Regions from separate parts of the Anas platyrhynchos genome. Here region 2 is linked to region 1. A link is a contact called in public Hi-C data. All regions are on one chromosome and are shown on one strand. The core of a region is the stretch at or near the end of the contact, and the rest is flanking DNA. Distances in the headings are between cores, read along the strand shown.

The links. A called contact is a pair of places that touch in the nucleus more often than the background predicts.
Region 2: a contact with region 1 is called in a Hi-C map of subcutaneous adipose tissue, with 1.9 times the contacts expected there. The contact joins the promoter of DEAF1 here to the enhancer-like site in region 1. A contact is called at or near these places in 3 of 8 Hi-C or Micro-C datasets (F5 follicle, skeletal muscle and subcutaneous adipose tissue).

Annotation. Positions count from the first base shown.
Region 1 is chr5:30,776,265-30,781,207 of IASCAAS_PekinDuck_T2T, forward strand. All of the region lies in intron 2 of EPS8L2 (EPS8 signaling adaptor L2), which reads right to left. LOC119717031 (a long non-coding RNA gene) reads left to right here. Exons shown (of 3, transcript XR_005265980.2): 3 at 1-4,943. Among named protein-coding and RNA genes, the nearest start is that of TALDO1, 32 kb to the left of the region's middle. Within about 2 kb of position 2,032, at least 2 of the 8 cell types and tissues checked have an H3K27ac peak or open chromatin away from gene starts, as enhancers often do. A contact at or near this core is called in subcutaneous adipose tissue, where this site is marked.
Region 2 is chr5:30,820,426-30,825,365 of IASCAAS_PekinDuck_T2T, forward strand. DEAF1 (DEAF1 transcription factor) reads left to right here and starts at 2,456. Exons shown (of 13, transcript XM_072038642.1): 1 at 2,456-2,802; 2 at 4,543-4,640. The coding sequence starts at 2,456. It overlaps TMEM80 (transmembrane protein 80), which reads right to left and starts at 2,554. Exons shown (of 5, transcript XM_027458104.3): 1 at 2,439-2,554. The coding sequence starts at 2,457.

The sequences.
Region 1 (4,943 bases), core at 782-3,281:
CATAAATTAATTGGTATGTGTCCAGTGAGTCCTCTACTCCTCTACCAGGTCTCAAGTCTCAGAGTGATTTGTGACTAACCAAACTGAAAACATCTTCCTCACCAGCAGAGGACATCCTCTGATCTCTGGTTTGCTTAGAAAATGTAATTGTCATGTTATATGTTTTCACCCATCCTAAGCTGGAAATAGCTTGTGTTATAATATCCTGGCCTCTGCAGCAATAGTCACAACCAAGAGGATTTCATGGCACAGCAAACTCTGGGGCTGCTTGTGTTTTAAATAAATATATATTATTCTTAGTTTATTTGTGGTTTACTTCAAAGCTCTCTTTAATGCCTTCTCTGGGATTTTGGCTTCTCTATTTTTTTCCCTTTCCCTGTAAACATGGAACATGTGGTCTCATTTTACAAATTTCCTATTTAGAGAGACTGGCACCCAGAAAAAGAATATCCTCATAGAAACTCTGGTAATTTGAACTCAGTTTCTAAATTATCTATCTATCTATCTATCTATCCATCCATCCATCCATCCATCCATCCATCCATCTATCTCTCTCTCTCTTTTGGTGAAGTTTTGCCAGACCCAGATAAAACCTCCCAACATGTTTCTTTGGTTTATATTTTTAGCAGCATGCCACATTTTGATTGAAAAGCGCTCCCCAGAGACTTACAAGACGTACTGGTAATATGTACCCAGGGCTCGAGCAGCTCTCCCTGAGCCCAGCCACCATCAGCAGGGATGCAGTAAAATGGCTGTGGGATGGATTCCCATCACAACGAGAGGAGGACGAGTGGTGAGTGTGGGTGATGAAATCAAAAGAAGAGCAGAAGGGAGCGACACCAGGTCTGCTTTTGTGCTGTTTGAAGAATTGTCAGCAGCCTCTTTTTTTTTTTTTTTTTTTTTTAAGGTGCCTGAGTACATCTTATCGTGGCTGCTGTGGGAGGGACAGTGACAGGGGGACAGAAGGGCATACGGATACGGGAAAGCTGTCACGCTCAGTGCTGGCAGTGCCTCTGGCAGCCTTTGCATTCACTCCTGGCTGCATCCCAAGAAAGGTACTCTCTGTTCACTTTGCCCTAGGAAAGCACAGTCTCCTGGTTGCTCCTAAACCATGGAGTCATTTGCTTCAAGTCTACCAAGCCTGTCCTTTACATCTGCTCCAGAACCACCGGGAGCCACAGAGACTCCTGGAAGTGGGCAAGTGGCTGGGAAGTAATTAGGCCAACACTTAACGAGTGTTCTCCTTTAAATCCTGTATGTGGGGAAGCACCTGGGGGGAGTAATTGCAGTGAACAGAGCGTGCTGCTGTTACAAGAGCAAAAAACCCAAAAGCATCCATCAGGAGCTTCAGCTTAGTTCTGGGGGGCTCCTAGCATTCAATTCTCAACTGAATCACTTCTATTTAATCCACCTGCCAGCAGATCCTGTGCAAATGGAGGGGAAACTGGCCCAAATCTGCTACTCATCTTTCCTGGAGAGTTGACAGGAGTTAGAATAACTAATAGGCAAGTGCTTTCTTGGCACCGATAGCCAGGATTTCTACAAACAAGCCACACATCCTTCCTGAGGAGCGTGTGTGCCCCCACACGTAACATGCAGTTACATGCCTTGGTTTTCCTGCCTAGAACTAGATGTGATTTTGAGCCAGCTTACCCGTGAGTGCTCTTGTTTCAGCTTACTTCGATTCAGCCCACACCAAATGGGAATTTGGGGTTTCTTTGGCTTTCCTAAAATGAGAGTGCTGGCAGGAAGGACAGTTAAAAACTGGCTTTTAACTGTCAAGTATATTAGACCGCTGGTCTTCTGCAGCATTTTACTGCTCAGCACTGTCCCCCTGTGACTGCTCTGCTTCGGACAGACACAAGGGGTGGTGGAGCTGGGATCAGGCTCTGGGTCAAGCTCTTGCTTTGAGTTCCACCCCTTTAGCGCGAACCTTTTCCCCTGGCCTCTTTTGCATCTCTGTTATGTTTTTATTTCTGCTTGACTTCCATCGAAACAGAAGGGAGGATGAACACGTTTCAGAGCTCAGCTCTAGGGCTCTGCCAGCAGGTGTCTCTCCAGAACAAGCACTGGCCTGAAGGTTTCCTTTCTGTGGGATTTAACTTGGGATCTTCATTTTAGGTGAAACAAAAGTTGCCATCACAGAAGACCTTTTAAACTGAGCCCCTCGTGGTAGTTCTGCAAAGACACAGGGCTGAGCACTGGTAGCAAAACTGCCTGCAGATGCAGGAACATCTTAATCATACAAAGAGGGGCCCAGAGAGGATAGAAATGAAAAAGGATGCTGGTGCTTTTGTTTGAAGCCTGGCAAGGGTTGATAGCAACAGATTTCTAACCCTTTTTGTTTTCAAGCCTGAGAAGTGTCTCATCAGCTTGGCAGGACACCCGTGTACTTTGTACCTTCACAGAATCACACAGAACCACAGAATGGCTTGGATTGGAAGGGATCCTAAAGATCATCTCATTCCAACCCCCCTGGCCCAGGCAGGGACACCTCCCACCAGACCAGGCTGCTCCTAGCCCCATTCAACCCGGCCTTGAACACTTCCAGGGCTGGAGCACCCACAGCTCAGTGCTCAACCCGTAGCTCCCAGAGTGACCTTGAGGAAATGAATTAATATTTCAGCACGGCCAGTTCCCACCTTAGGCTCACATTGAAGGGTCGATGGCACTTTGTTTGCTGTTTTAATTGCAGTCTGCTCTACTTCAAATGTGGGGCAAGGTCTGGGACAGGGCACACGGCAACACACGTCCGCAGGGAGTTGTGTCTCATGTGGGTAACTTTTTTCTCTCAGTAACCTCAATTTCCTCACCAAGCATTTCTCATGCACATCGATGACACTAATGGAAATGAGAACACTGCATCTGTGTGGGATGGAGGCAAATTTGGACTTTAACACATCCCATCCGCTCCTTTTTAAAAGGGAGTGGAAAAAGACTGAAGCAGGCAGTCTGGAAACAAAGGATTTTTACTTTAGGGCAGGAAACATCTTCAGCTCTGAAAGGAAGGGTGCTGAGCAGTGTCAAGAGCTGCTGGATACTGGGGAGATGGGGTTTACAGAGGGAGCCCAGCCACAGGCCCCTTCAGCCTTTTCCAGCCCTGGTGAGGGCCCTGTAGCTCGGTGCCAGTGCTGGGGGCCTGGAGCTCCCTCTCCACCAGCCTCTGAGCCAAAGAGGGCCAAGGGGGAGGCAGAAAGGAGTTTCTGCCTGCTCCAGTTTGGGAGCAATCACTGCTATCAGCCAGGATTCTCGCATTAGGGGTCTGTGGCAAGGCTGTTGCCCAGTGCCAGGTGCTGCTGCAGAGCTGGAGCTGCACAAACCTGGCAGCAAGATATAAAATAAGGCATGGGTGGTGCGTGGTGGGGAAACGCAGAGGTTCCCACTCCCTCTGTTCATTCTCCCTGGAGGTATTGCCTTTAAGAGCCACACAACTCAAACAATGTGCCTCTATTTTGTCTCAGGATGCCATTCGAGTGACATCCCAGAAGCTGCCCAGGCAGAGGAAAGGGGTGTTTCTGCATATTCTCTTTCCTGTCCCTCCCTTTAAGATGTCTGCTTCTTCCTTCTCCTGAAAACCCTCCTTGTTGGCTTCTACCTGGCCCCTAAGCCCATGGGAACCTCTCCTTTCATGTTTCCTCCTGGTATCCTCAAAATAGAACTACACAGCCTGAGAACAGCTGGGCTTTCCTGGGCAGCAGAGATGCAAAACGCTGAAATCTCTTTTTCTAGTGCTCAGTTTTGATTTAAATGCAGGAAGAAGTAAGGATCTGGGCTGTAAATGACAAAATAGGCAATCTTAGGTCACATCTGCCTGAGATGTGGAAGCTTTAGGAAATGGTTAGGGTTTCATTGGTATATTTACTTCAAAGAAGTGTGATGAAACAATGTAAGCCTTTCTCTGGATTCATCATTATTTGCCTTAGCTTAAAGCTGGCTCTGGTCATGCTGGGCTGAAGCAAATATGCCACACAGGGTGATGCCTGCATGGAGACCTGTGGCTGTTTTAAGTTTTAAGCTAAGGCAACTCTGCAGATAATAGGAGATCCTTTATGTGAGCCGGGTGAACTCCCTTTGCCAGAAAAGACGTGAGAAAACAGGACACGTGTCCGAGTGGCTCCCACACTGCCCTTCTGCATAGCCTTGTCCTCCACCTCCTTAATTTTGTATGAATGAACACTGGTGCGTTAGCAGCAGTAGCAATTTCCTCCCAGTTTATCTGACACCTCTCATGCTAGAACACTTTGCATTTCTACAGCATCTTGCAATGGAGAAGACCCAAGCACGGTAACGTGACCCAATCCACACCGCATCCCCAGCAGGCAGGGAATTTGCATAATCCCCATGTGATGAGTTACAGGAATATAAAGATGGTTTTCCTCAGATCGGATGGCAGCTGCTGTCACAGCACAGACACCAGCGTGCACCTCTGCTTAAAGGAGTCACCTGCTGCTCTCTCCCTTTAGAGGCTGCTGTGGTGGAGGGCTACTGGGATGCAACACAGGCTGGATTGCAAAGGGCATGCGAGCTCCAGGGCCATGGCACAAGTACAGCAAACATCTGAAGGTGATAAAAGCTGGCGTGAGACCCACAGTGACCACTGCTGTACTTTTTCCCTGCTGTCTGCCAAGAGAGCTGAAGAGACGGGAAAACAATAGAGCTTTGTGCCTTGCTTTTGGTGTCTGGCAACAAAAAGTCCTCATAACGTGGGGATCATCATCAGGCCAGAGGTGGTGGGTATGACCCACTGCTGCAGCCTCAAAAACAATGACAAGTAATTCACAGTCACATCGTGCCGAGCCTAAACACTTGCTGTATGCCTGGCACAGGCACTCAGGAAAGTTTTGAATGACTCAAGCACGGATGCCACGTGGGATATTCACACATGCAGAACTGTATTTCTTCATTAAATTGCCTCGTCTCTTGCCTCGAGAGGTTTGGCCCCA
Region 2 (4,940 bases), core at 1,206-3,705, 45 kb after region 1:
GTTTTTACCTCTCAGTTCACTGGAAGACTTGGAAGACTTTTTTTTTTTTTCCTCAGATCATGCAGTTCAGGTTCCAAAAGTAACTTTTTCAAATACCTGAACTCTAAATTAATCAGGGGAAATCCCTGCTGTGAAAAGTCACTTTCACCAAGATACGCGGCTCTTTCAAGATGTAAAGGAGTACACAGAACTCGTTCATCCTGTCCTTTCCCAGCAGATGACACTTCATCCCCTCTAACTATGCAGGAACAAGGGAAACATGCAAAGGAACCAGAACGTAACATTTGCTTTTAAATTGTGAGAGGTAGCACAGAACACAGGGCTCCCTCCTTTCTCTAGAAGAACATCCTTCCAAGCCAGTTTGCTTCAAAAGCAGCCGTTCCATGTAAAACCCTCGTGCTCTGATCACCCACAGACCCGACACAAAATACAAGTTAACGGATCCTTTTACTCTTTTCTATCCAAAACCCCAAACAAAATTCTCTTGCAACATGATGGCAACAACCTATTTAAATACTTCTTCAGTAACTCCCAACACTCTCAGCCTGTTTCAGAGGCAGGAAGAAAGGAAAAGTTACAATCCCTGCTTCAGGGAGAGCAAAACCTCCTGTGGAAGGCCATGCCACCTGTCTTGGCAAAGGCATCTCATCATCATCGTGTCAGCAGGACGTGCTCACCTCACCACCTCCATCCCTGGGCTTTGTGAGGTTAATGTCCCCGTCACCTCATAGCTTTATGCACTTGGGCCCAAATTAATCCCCACTAACTTTAGGCACCCAATTAAGCTATCCAATTTGGGAACACAGTGGAAATAGGCAAGCAATTTTAGGTGATTCATACTGTCTATGACTTGAAATGCCTTTGGGCACGCTGCATCTCCGCTCCGTTTTCTGTGAAGGGAGCATAGGCTCCTACCAGACTGGTCCCTTCACTTGGCCAAAAAGCGTTTTGATAAATGCTTTCTTTCTTTTTGTGGATTGTAGTTAAAGGTTTTATTACATGTCTTGTTTTGCCGTGACTAATGGCTAAATGTGTGCTCACATTTACATCCCAGAGAAGCCCTCACATGAAAGCAATGCCTTGTATCAGGACCGTGCATTTCCTGCCTTGCTCAGGACTAAGGAGATGTCTCCACCTTCCAGTTATTCTCAGCTGTGAAGCGGGGTGTTAAGGTGAAACACCACAGCTACGTGTGCAGGCATGTTATCGTTCTACAAGCGGCGTCCAGAGATGGAGCTCTGCCTAAGGAGCAGCAAACATAACCAAATACGAGGCGTACCAACGTATCATCACCCACTCATCAGCCCTGTGGGATGCCAGGGGGGATAATTGCAGCAGTGCGGTTTTATCGTATGGGCGACCTGAAACATTTTGAATTCCCTAATGGCAGCTCCCCGCGTTTATTTGTACATTGTAAGATCTTTTTCCACCAGAGGGCACCGAGCACATTCTTGCATCTGTTCCACGCACAGGTTTGCAGGCACTGTTGTTTAGAATATGCTGCCTCCCCGTGAGGGGTGGAGGACATTTCACACAGGTCAAACACCGAAAGCTCACAACGTGAAAGCGATACGGCGCTTTAGTAATAATTATTGAATACATAACTAAAATCATATATTCGAATTAAAACTGTGGGTTGCTAACCCCAACAACCCGAGCCCATGTCGCTGCTAGGACTAATGAAGCCTGCATTGCTGCCGGGGCATTTTGAAATCGAACGTGAGAGTTCTGGCACCCAAGAAGAAGCAAAACAGGACCTTTAAAGCATTTACACGAAGCGCACAGACTTGCAGCAGCAACATGGGCATTCTGCATTTGTGAGACCCTGAACAGTGCCTTCTGCTGCACGCGGGCTGGCACCTCATTTCTGCCTATCCTAAAACTTGTAGGGTCCAAAAGAAAACCGGGCGTAGCACCAATTGTCTCCAGTGCAGGTTCCCATTAAAGCACTTACACAGCCCTCCTGTAAGCGCTTTAATGAACCTAAACTCTTTGGGTACCTGGGACGAGCAGGGGTTGCAGCCCGAGACTTCCCCCCAGGTCACCTCCTTACTGGAGACAGAATACAATCAATTTTCTTTAAAAAAGAAAAAAAAATGTGTTTTCTGTTTGTCTGTTTTTTGTTTGTTTTTAGTGCCATAACTGTATTAAGGGCACGCAGGCAGCCCCAGCTGCAGGTAAAACCGCCCGGTGCGATGATCGCAAGACAGAATTCTCCTTCAGGCTGCTGTTGTGCCCCCTGCCCCCCCCCCCCCTCCCGCGGCGCCATGTCGTAACTGTCGCGACACGGCCTGGGGCTAGGAGAGCCCTCCCTCCGCCAGGCCCCCCTCCCGCGGCCTTAACAACACCGGGAGGAGTAGGAAAGGCACCGGGCACTGTCCCCGTGTGGAAAGGGGCCGGGGGTCGACCCCGAGCGGCGGAGGCCCCGCTCCGCTCACCTCGCCTGGCCGCCGCCATGTCGGCCGCCCGCCCCCGGCGGTCCTCCAGCGTCCCGGCAGCCCCCGCGCCGCGCGGCCCCGCCCCGCCCCTCGCTCTTCGGCTGCGATCGGAGCGTTCGGCCCGGTTCGGTCGCTTTCGGGCGGCTTCGGGCAGTGCCCGTTCGGGCGCCGCCGTTCGGGCCGGCGAAGGCGTTCGGAGGAGCGTTCGGAAGAGCTCGGCTTTCCTCGCCACCGCCTCCAGCCGCCTTCGGGCGAGATCGGAAAAGACTCGAGCGGGTTCGGGATTCTTCGACCCCGCGGGCCGGACCGCTCGGGGACTCGGCCCTGTTCGGGCGCGCTCGGGCGGGGAGGCCCGAGCTGTCAGGTATCGCTTCGGGCCGCGGCCTCGGCCGCGTCCCGCGCTGGGATTGGCCAGCCGGCAGGCAGCGCGGGCCCCGCGCCTCGGCAGCCATCGGACGAGGCCCGGCAGCGCTCGGCACGCTTCGGGCCCCCTCGGAAGCGCTCGGCCCGCCCGGGGGGGGGCGCGTTCGGCTCCGCTCGGCTCCTCTCGGCTCCGCTCGGCCGCCGAGCGCCCGAGCGGCCTCGGGGGCCCCCCCCCACCGCCCCGGGGCCCTCTCGGCGGGGGTCGGGGCCGCTCGGGCGGGCTGGGTCCCGCTCCCCCCCCCCCCCGTCCCCCAAACCCCTCCCGGGCCGCCCCGCATGGAGGACGCCGACTCGGCGGCCAAGCAGCTGGGCTTAGCGGAGGCGGCGGCAGCGGCGGCCGCAGTGGCGGCGGCGGCTGGGGAAGGAGCCGAACAGCAACATCAACAACAACAACAGCGGGGGCCGCCACAGCAACAGCAGCAGCCGCAGCCCGCGGCCTCGGAGGCGAAGGCGGAGCGGCGGCAGGAAGAGGCGGCGCGGGTGACGGCCGTGACGGTGATGGCGGCGGACGCCCAGCACCTCGAGATGGCGGCCGGGGCCCTGCCCAGCGCCGACGAGGCCGCCGCCTTCGCAGGTCAGGGCGGGCGGCAGCGCGCATGCGCAGCTCCCCTCACTCGCCCCCCTCCCACACGCGCACCGCCGGCGGCGCCTCAGTGAGTGGCGGGCGGGCGGCTGAGGCGGAGGGGTGCGCTGCTGCTCCGTCTCTCTCGCTGTGGTGTCCGCAGTTGTGTTGCTGAGGAGAGTTGATTACATTTATTGCCCCCAGTAACATGGTGAACATGTCCCAGGTTCACGCTAAAGCTGTGCTGACTCCCAGACTTGTAGAAAGTAGCACTGACTTCACTGTTTTCATCCCACAAAGTGAGGGGAGCGGGAGCCTCCCGTTGGTGTCTAAAATTATTTCGGCCCTATGTGCAAATCTCCCCCTTAAAAGTGCCCTGAAATATCCTGAATTTTGGAAGCATGCTCTGGTAACGCAGGTAGTATCAGATCTCACAGTGCTGGATTGTTACCTCCTTGTACACATGAGCTTCAGCATTGTTGGTTTTTCACTTTTACCCTGTGCAAGGTATGGAAGAATCCCTGGTTTTAGCTAGGCAGTCAAATGTAGTATATATCGTATATATCATATCCAAGTTACAGCCTAACATTTAACTGTTTTTGACTGGATAAGGTATACAGATAACAAGCAGCAGCCTAAAAATTAACATGTCGGAGGCATGGTCAGTTCTCCTTATTTTGATGCTTGCCAGTCATCTCTTTTAATAAAAAAACATCACTTTTTTTTTTTAGTAAAGAGGGAATATTCTTTTTCCACTTAGTGCATCACATGCTGATGGTACTGTTATGTTCTCAAGGAGGTTAAAGCATGCTGGTGTCCTAGTGGTTGTCTGGAGGTGTTCAAGGCCAGGCTGGATGGGGCTGTGAGCAACCTGGTCTGGTGGGAGGTGTTGGAACCAGATGGTCCTTATGGTTCCCTTCCAACCCAAACTATTCTACGTTCAACCTGAAGCTTAATAAAAAGCAGAGTGATTGGATTTATAATGACTTAAAGTTGTCATGAAAAATTAAACAGATGCTCAATATGGAAGAAGAAGGAAATGCAGTTATATCTTTTGATGTTGAACTGTTAATCGGGCTCCCGGGACACAGCAGAATTTATTTCTGGTTTATGTTTCAGAAGTCACCACAGTAACAGTAGCCAACGTTGGTGCCTCCGCAGACAATGTTTTCACCACATCTGTGGCAAATGCAGCTTCAATTTCAGGACATGTACTGGTGAGTCTGACCTTTGATTTGAGGGTCTTAGCGAAGTCCCACACGCTTTCTTAGTGTAAATGGAGAGCTCAGTTGTGTACAAGATCAAAAATGTGTTTTCATTGCTGTGTACAGACATTAAGGCTCAAAACCGTCCACTGATATACATACAGCTTTTTCCTTATCACTTGGAGAATTTTTCTTTACCTTTCTATCCACATACACCCATTCTGTAATGGAACAACCCAGAACATGTAAGCTTTGAATTTGCTTGGCCTAAAGCTCAAAAACTAACCTAGTTATTGCCATATTGTTAGTGTC